Linked DNA regions of Mus musculus: region 2 is linked to region 1. Evidence: chromatin contacts called from public promoter capture Hi-C data. All regions are on one chromosome and are shown on one strand. Each heading gives the region's core, a stretch centred on a gene start, on an enhancer-like site or on the middle of the called end of the contact. The rest is flanking DNA. Distances are from core to core; before and after follow the strand shown.

Region 1 (3,920 bases), core at 834-3,333:
TCCAGCTATGTAGCCCACGTTGGGCTCAAACTCTCCATGCTCCTGCCTCATTGTTCTGAGCGCCAGACAATACAAAATGGAGCCTGGCTGAGAATCCGGCTCTTAGGATAGATCCCTTCTCTCAGATCAGAATCTGGCCTTTCCGAGAGTTTCACACCCGACCATATACAGGAAACAAGCTCATTTGCAAAACCATACCACCACAAGCGTGAGGGATTGGGTGGTTCACCATGGTGACAAAGCCCCGAATAGGTGTAATTTTTGGGTGTGAACCAACACTCTGCAGGGAGAGGAAGTACCTAGCTTCCCTTAAGCACCTACTGTGTGTCAATACTATCCAGGGCACATTATCATTATTATCCCTTTGATTTTGCCAGGCATTTTGGAAGCAAGAGCTTTGTTATTGTGTCTTTATAAACAGACTGAAATATGGGGCGGACAAACCACTCACTCAGACAGTGAATTCTTCCTGGGCCTTTCTCTGATGCTGAAAAGTGTGTGTGTGTGTGTGTGTGTGTGTGTGTGTGTGTGTGTGTGTTTACACTATACCACACCTGGGCTCTTGCACCTTTGACTTTATTCTGAGGTCTCTGCCTCTGTGGTCCCGGAGAGCAGCACAGGGGGTGGGGACCTTAGTTTTCTGTCCTAAGCACCTTCCAGAATGAGCCTTGTTCAGGAAGCTTCTAGATTCCCTTGAAGGAAACTTCTCCCTCGTCTGATCTCAACCCATTCTCTGACTTTGTCCTCTGGGCTCTTTTGAGAAGAGCCACCATCCTGAGCTCCAAGAACAAGCAACCCTGTTGGATTCCTCTCCCAGTCAGCACAGGGCCAGCCTAGAGGACTGCAGTTCAAGGACAGATGAAACACCGGAAGAGCCAGTGTGTTTCCTGCCCCTGTAAGGAGGCAAGGTCTTGGAAGAGGCCAGCATATGCTGACAAGATGGAAAATCTGTGACATAAACATCTACGGTGAGGCAAGGGAAACCTGGACAGTCAGTGGAGGAAGAGACCGTCCTCCAGAGTTTAGAGTTTGACTGAACGAATGGGTGGTGGCTGGTGACAAGATTCTGGGCCTCTATCCTTTAGGGTCTGAAGGAAGAATCATGAAGGCCGACATGAACACACAAATACAGCTGAGTTAAGACAGGATGGGGACAAGGGCAAAGGCAAGAACATCCTGTCCTGACACTTGGCAGGACAGGAGCGGTGACTTTCCAGAGGGAAGTTCAGAAGTTCTTGCCCTGCTCCAGCTATACCCAGTTCAGGATAAAAATAGTCTTTCCTCTTCCCTTCTCCCATCTCGTTCACTACCAACTTCCCCGGGGAACACACATCCATTCTGGATAAACGCCCTACACATATCTATCTGCTTCCTTACTGACTCCTCTGTGTTTCAGGATGCTGGTTGCTAAGGCTGCCGTCGATTCTCATATGTCCACCTGGATCCCATGGGTTACTCTTTCATCTGTTTCTGCCACTTGGGTCTGCCTTAGGGACCTGGGGACTGATTCCTGGGGCCCTGCCCTCAGGACGGTCCATCTCATCACCCTGTGTGCCACAGGCATAGAAGGAGCCCAGGTCAAGCCTACACCCCCACGCAAGGTCCTGCTTTGCCGCGGACCATCGTGAGGAGGTATGGGTTAAGACAGGGTCACAGCCACCTTTGGACCTCAGAAACCTCATCCTCTGAGCTCAAGGAACTGGACAGGTGGCTGCTGGTGGCCTTCTTAACACTTGACATCATGTGCTGGCTCTCCCAGGAGTGTGCTCCTCCTAAGGTGGGAAATGATGGACAGCAGATGGCAGAGGCAAGAGCCACCAGCTCAGACAACCTCCAGGAAGGCATTTCTGAAAGGTTTCTGTACACCTAAGGAGCCTAGGCCTCCACAGACGCAGTGTTCTGCTGTCTGGTTCCCACCATTGCCCCCTTCTACACTGTTGTTCCCAGTACCCCTTACCTGCCCAGCCTGGGAGCCTTCTGGCCTATTCACATGATGCTCCTAGCCTGGCTTGGCTGCCTGGACCCGGTGTCAGCTCCCCTCGCCGTCGTAGTCACCACCTGTCTCCTCGCGCCCACGTTCCACCCTGACTTCCTGTCTCCTGAGGGCTCTGCAGCCAACCCAGCCCCAGCAACCCAACCACAAGCCTCCAGCACCTCAGGCTTCCTGCTGCCATAGACCTAGACCCCCTCAGCCTCTTGGGTCCCATACATCTCTAGGCCAGCTTCTACTCATACTGAGGGAGGCACTTAGGGAGGAAGGCTGTGTGTGATGGCATAGGTCCATATTCCCAGCGTTCTGGAGGTGAAGACAGGAATGGCTACATACAGAGTTCCAGACCAGCCTAGACCCCTCAAGTCCAATCATCATCATCATCGTCGTCGTCGTCATCAACCAATGAGAGGATTTTTTTTTAACGCAGGGACTCACCGTGTTGCCCTGACTGTTATGGAATTTGCTATGTTGCCTTGAACTCACAGAGATTCACTTGCCTCTTCCTCCCCTTGAAGGTCACTAAACATGGTGGGGAAGGCTGTTTGATGGAGCACTCCTCCTACCCTCCAAGATACTCCTGGGTAAGAGAAGAGAGCCTTTGCCCCCGTGAGCAGAACACAGCAGCTACAGTTTAGCTCACAGGGAAGGAAATGGCGCTGCACTCAACTCCAGCCGTGCTATGTAAGAACTGGGTGGCCTTTAATTTAGCCGGACAGCCAAAGGCATCTCTTGTTCAGAGTTGAACCTGGACAGCATCTATCTCTGTTAGATAGTTGGTGACAAGGTTATATGTACTATAGTAAAAACAGCAGCCACATTCACTGGCAGAGCCGTATCCATGTCATCCTGTGCCTAAGGATCGACTGTTGACAGTCTGTTTCAGGAGGAAGACAAGAAAACCTCATGTCTTAAGGCCCTAGTGACAGGCTGGGGCATGGTGGCATAAGGCTTTAATCCCAGCATTCCGGAGGCAGAGGCTGGCAGATCTCTGCAAGTTTCAGGCCAGACTAACTTATGCAGTAAGTTCCAGGACAGCCAGAGCTACATAAAGAGACCCTGTTTCGATAGATAGATAGATAGATAGATAGATAGATAGATAGATAGATAGATAGATAGATGATAGGTAGATGGATAGATAGGTAGATACACACATACATACATACATACACACATACACACATACATACATACACACATACATACATACACACATATATGCATACAGAGATACATAGATACATAGATGATAGAGATAGATACATAGATACATAGATAGATACATAGATACATAGGTAGATAGATACATACAAACATAGATACATACAGAGATACATAGATAGATACATAGATGATAGAGACAGATAGAAGATAGATAGATAGATAGATAGATAGATCGATAGATAGATAGATAGTAGATATAGATAGATAGTAGATAGATAATAGATAGATAGATAGATAGATAGATAGATAGATAGATAGATAGATAGATAGAATAACAGGCAGGGGACAGGACAGCACAGCAGAATGGTAATTCAAGTAGAGGCAAGGCCACACCCCTAATGGAGCGCATAGCCATAACCACGAGTTGCCTCCGGTAGAGGACCGAGCAAGCATACTGCACAGGTATCTGTGGCGGGCAGAGACATTCTGACATCAGCAGGAGTTTAAGAACTCCACAACAAGCTGCCAGCAGGCAAAAATGAGGATTGTGTCCCTCACAGGCAGAGGGCCAGGCCACCAGTGATGTGAGGAACCCCAAATGGCCCCTATCAGGGCCAAGAATGGGTCCTGACCTCACTGGAAAGAAAGTGTAAATGTGTCACCTCTTGAGCTACGCTGAGTGAGCAGGCAGGGGGAGGGGAGCCCACAGAGCATTGTTGGGGTTTGTGAGGTAGGAGCTGAAGCTGTGTGCACCTCAGCTGCAGAG
Region 2 (3,920 bases), core at 409-2,908, 170 kb before region 1:
TTAAAATAAAAATAACAATAAATCTCAGATTTTTCTGAAGGTTGTATTTTACCCTAATACTGTTATGTTTTACAAAAATAAAGAGCAAACGTGTCAGTACTCATCTTTAGTGTAGATACATGAGAAAATAGAAGAGAGGAGAAAAATACAGTAACTTCTGTTTCATTGATTGGAACTGGAGTCTATCTAATCACTGTATATTTCTTATTATTTCTATTATGAGTCTATAATCACTCTATATTATTTTCCATATGTTTTATAACTCATTTATCTATTGGTGTATGAAAGAAATGTCTTCTGAGAGGGCCTCAAATCAAAACCTATGAGCTCACCGGCCATCTACCTTTTCTCCTCCTCCTCCTCCTCTTCCTCACCCCTTCTTTAGCCCTGGCTGGCCTGAAACTCACAACTCAATATGTGGACTGTCTTATCTCTGCCTTTAGGTGCTGGGATTAAAGGTATGCGCTACTCACCATGACTGGCCTTTTTTTTTTTAAAGATGGAGTCAACTTAGAGGAGTTCATCCACATTTTCCTGTCTCCATTCTCCCAGTGGTGGGATTACAGGTATGCACCAGCACACCACCCAGGGCTCAGATCGAGTTCTAAATCCCCACTCCCTGTAGACCTTGTGGTACCTATCTATAATCCTAGCATTTATAGACAGAGGCAGGAGACCCCAAAATACAAACCAAGGAAGATCCTGTCTCAAGATATCACATTGTTTACTCAGCAGAACCAGGGCTCTCCGGAGAAGTACCTGATTCTAAGCCTAAGCCGGGTAGGGAAGTACAGAAGATGAGGCCAGAGCATCCTGTATCAGAGGGAAGAACGCAGCCAGAGAACAGTGGAGACACATCAACTAGAAACACAGACAGCTGTCCTGAAGAGGCTTTCATTGGCCTGACTCAGAGCATTAAATGTGAATGACAGCAACAGATTACAATCAGGAATAAAATCAGAAATGGGGAGTCTGCATTTAAAAATAAATATTATGTTTAAAATGTTTAAAAAGAACAAGAGTGTTTGGAAAGATGGCCTAGTGGTTTAGAGCCCTTGCTGTTCTGGAGCACTGGGGTTCAACTTCCAGCACCCACATAGCAACTCCCAACCATCCATAACTCCAGCTCCAGGGGATCGGACATTCTCTTCTGACCCAGGCACCAGGGGCACATGTGTTGCACAAGCCCACAGGCAAAATATTCATACACGTAAAATAAGTAAACCCTAAAAACAAGTTTCAAAGGAGAGAAATGGTGATTTTAAGTACGAACGTCGTTTCCATTGCCAGGGGTAACTTTCCAGCAAAGAATCCTGGCAGACACCACCTTAATTTAAGACAAAAGTGAACATTATCAGTAATAAGACCTGACAGATTTAAACCCTGGACCTCTGGATACCAAGCGCTAAGAAGGACTTCCGCGATAGTCCTGCCTTAGATGCATAGCCAGAAGCGAATCAAGACCGGCACATCCTCCATAAATCAACCGCCCAGATCTGACCCTCCCCCGGTCCTGGCGCCCGCCTGCTGCGGGCACGCCCCGGCCCATTCCCGCTGCCTCCCCGTGGTCGCTGCCAGGAGACTCAGGCGCCTTTCCCCGGGCGGGCGGGTGGAGGCTGGGCGACAGCGCAGCCATTATCCTGCAGTGTCTCCAGGGGAGCATCCTCCCGCAAGAGGTCCTCCTGGAGTCCAGAAACAGTAACTACACTTCTCTTTTCATTGAGGTAACACACATCGATGTGTCTCTTCATAAAAATTTAACGTTTTGATGCACGATTTAACTAGGTGTGGCGGTGCCCACCAGTAATCTCAACAATACCTGAAAGCCCTCAACTGGAAGAGAATCGAGAGTTCAAGGTTATCCCTCCACTGAACAAGTAGTTCAAGGCCAGCCTGGGCTACATTAAACCAGCATTGAGTTCCTGCTCTCCCAGTCCCCTTTGCAGCCTCCACATGCGATTGTCTCTAACGACTTGGAATTGAATAATAAACAACTCTTAGTCACTAACCGTCTCCTGATGGTCCACAAACGCCTGAAGGGAAAGAGGAGATTCTAAAAGGAGTTTGGGTCTCTCATTCTGGCTCTCTGGACTGTTGGGACTAAGAAGCCCTGGAAATTGGAGTTCCATCCCTCCTCCCTCAGGTTTCTCGTACGGGGAGATGGAAAAGGCTGGATCCTGCTGCCAACCAAACCGGGGCCTGTCTCCATGAAAATGGAAGACATTTTAACTGGAACCCAGCAGTGATGGATCAGTGATGGGAAGAAACTCACCTTGACTAGGACTGAATAATTATGTCTACAGATTGCCCTCAGTTGAAACTATACCCCCTCCCATGTTTGGACCAGAAAGATGGCCTAGGACAGCCACCCTATCTCTTTGCACCTCATCCCAGTGTGACCTTATTGAATAAATTAAAATTTTCTGCTTTTCACTATTTATTGGCTTTTTTGTTTTTTTTTTCTTTTTTGGGTTTTTTTGTTTTGTTTTTTGAGACAGGGTTTCTCTGTATAGCCCTGGCTGTCCTGGAACCCATTTTATAGACCAGGCTGGCCTCGAACTCAGAAATCTGCCTGCCTCTACCTCCGGAGTGCTGGGATTAAAGGCGTGTGCCACCACTGCCCAGTTTATTGGCATTTTTTCATCAGTTTTATCAAAGACAGGAGGCTGAGCCTGGCTTACTAGGGCTTTCAAGGACACAGGATCCCACCCTAAGTTAGGTAGCCTTATCACCTACATTGTCCCCAAACATCTTCCTGCCAGGACTCTTTTTTTATTTTGTATATGAGTGTTTGCCCATGCAGGTGAATTGTACCTGGTGCCTACAGAGGCCAGAGGAAGGCATTGGATACCCTGGGACTGGAGTCGCTGATGATTGTAAGCTACCACACAGGGGTCAGGAATCAAACCCGGGTCCTCTGCAAGAATAGCAAATACTTTTATCTGCTGGCAATGCCACCTCTCTGTCCCATCATTTTTTTCTGGTGATGCTGGGGATGAACCAGGGGTCCTGTGCCTGCGAGGCAAGTGCTCCACCCTGAGGTATGTCCCCAGCTCCAGGCCATGATTTTCTTGATCTATGAAACTGATCCTGCCCTAATTCCCAGGTGAGCCCCGAAACCTTGGCTGCCTGACCCAAGGGATGCCCTGTCATCTGAGGAAACGTCTTTCCTGGACAGAACCCAAGTCATTTTTTTGTCTTGTTTTTTTTTTTCTTTGTTTCTTTGTTCTTTGGGGTCCCCCCCAACCCCCGAGGACCCAGGCATATTTCCTTGGAATAGATCAAAAGGATCATCTTTCTCTTGGCCAGATCCTCCTAGCCACTTCCCCTCAGCCTCCCACAGATCCATCATGTCCTCCACTGACTGACTGCCATACACACCACTCTAATCCCAGCGATATTTACAGATTGCCGGAGGAAGAACAACAGATCTGCAGTCCTGTCCAGGACTTTGCAGAATAGATCACAGGGAGGCAAATTCTGTAAAGGAACACTTACTTTAGTGAGCAATGTATTTCTTCTATTGCTATAATAAAACACCATGACCAAGGCAACTCATAGTAGAAAGAGTTGATTTGGACTTAAGTTTCCAGAGAGTTACAGTCCATGGTGGGTGGAGCAAAGGCGTGGTAACAGAAGCTAAGGGCTTACTTCTTGAACCACAAGCCCAGAGCAGAAGGAGGGAACTAGAAACCATGTGGTAAGTCTTAAAACTCTCAAAGCTTACTCCAGTGACCTAGTTCCTCCTGCAAGACCTCACCTCCTAAACCTACCCAAGTAATGACACTAACCACCGGGGACCAAGTATTCAAATGCTGGAGATTATGGGGGGGACATCTCATTCAGAACCCCCACAAACACCTTAGGCTTTGTAGATAAAAGGTACCAGTCAGCCAGGTCTGGTGGCGCACACCTTTAAT

What was found. Promoter capture Hi-C pulls out the DNA fragments that hold promoters and counts their contacts.
Region 2: a contact with region 1 is called in a promoter capture Hi-C map of liver, with 2.1 times the contacts expected there. The contact joins the enhancer-like site here to the promoter of Lck in region 1. A contact is called at or near these places in 1 of 39 promoter capture datasets (liver), 1 of 484 Hi-C or Micro-C datasets (cortical neurons), 3 of 115 datasets of contacts at active chromatin or transcription factors (embryonic stem cells, memory CD8 T cells and pancreatic cancer cells) and 1 of 9 other capture datasets (pancreatic islet).

What each region holds. Positions count from the first base shown.
Region 1 is chr4:129,571,558-129,575,477 of GRCm38.p6, forward strand. It overlaps Lck (lymphocyte protein tyrosine kinase), which reads right to left and starts at 2,084. Exons shown (of 13, transcript NM_001162433.1): 1 at 1,958-2,084.
Region 2 is chr4:129,405,058-129,408,977 of GRCm38.p6, forward strand. No RefSeq gene overlaps it. Among named protein-coding and RNA genes, the nearest start is that of C330020E22Rik, 24 kb to the left of the region's middle. Within about 2 kb of position 1,659, at least 130 of the 459 cell types and tissues checked have an H3K27ac peak or open chromatin away from gene starts, as enhancers often do. A contact at or near this core is called in embryonic stem cells, liver, memory CD8 T cells and 1 more, where this site is marked.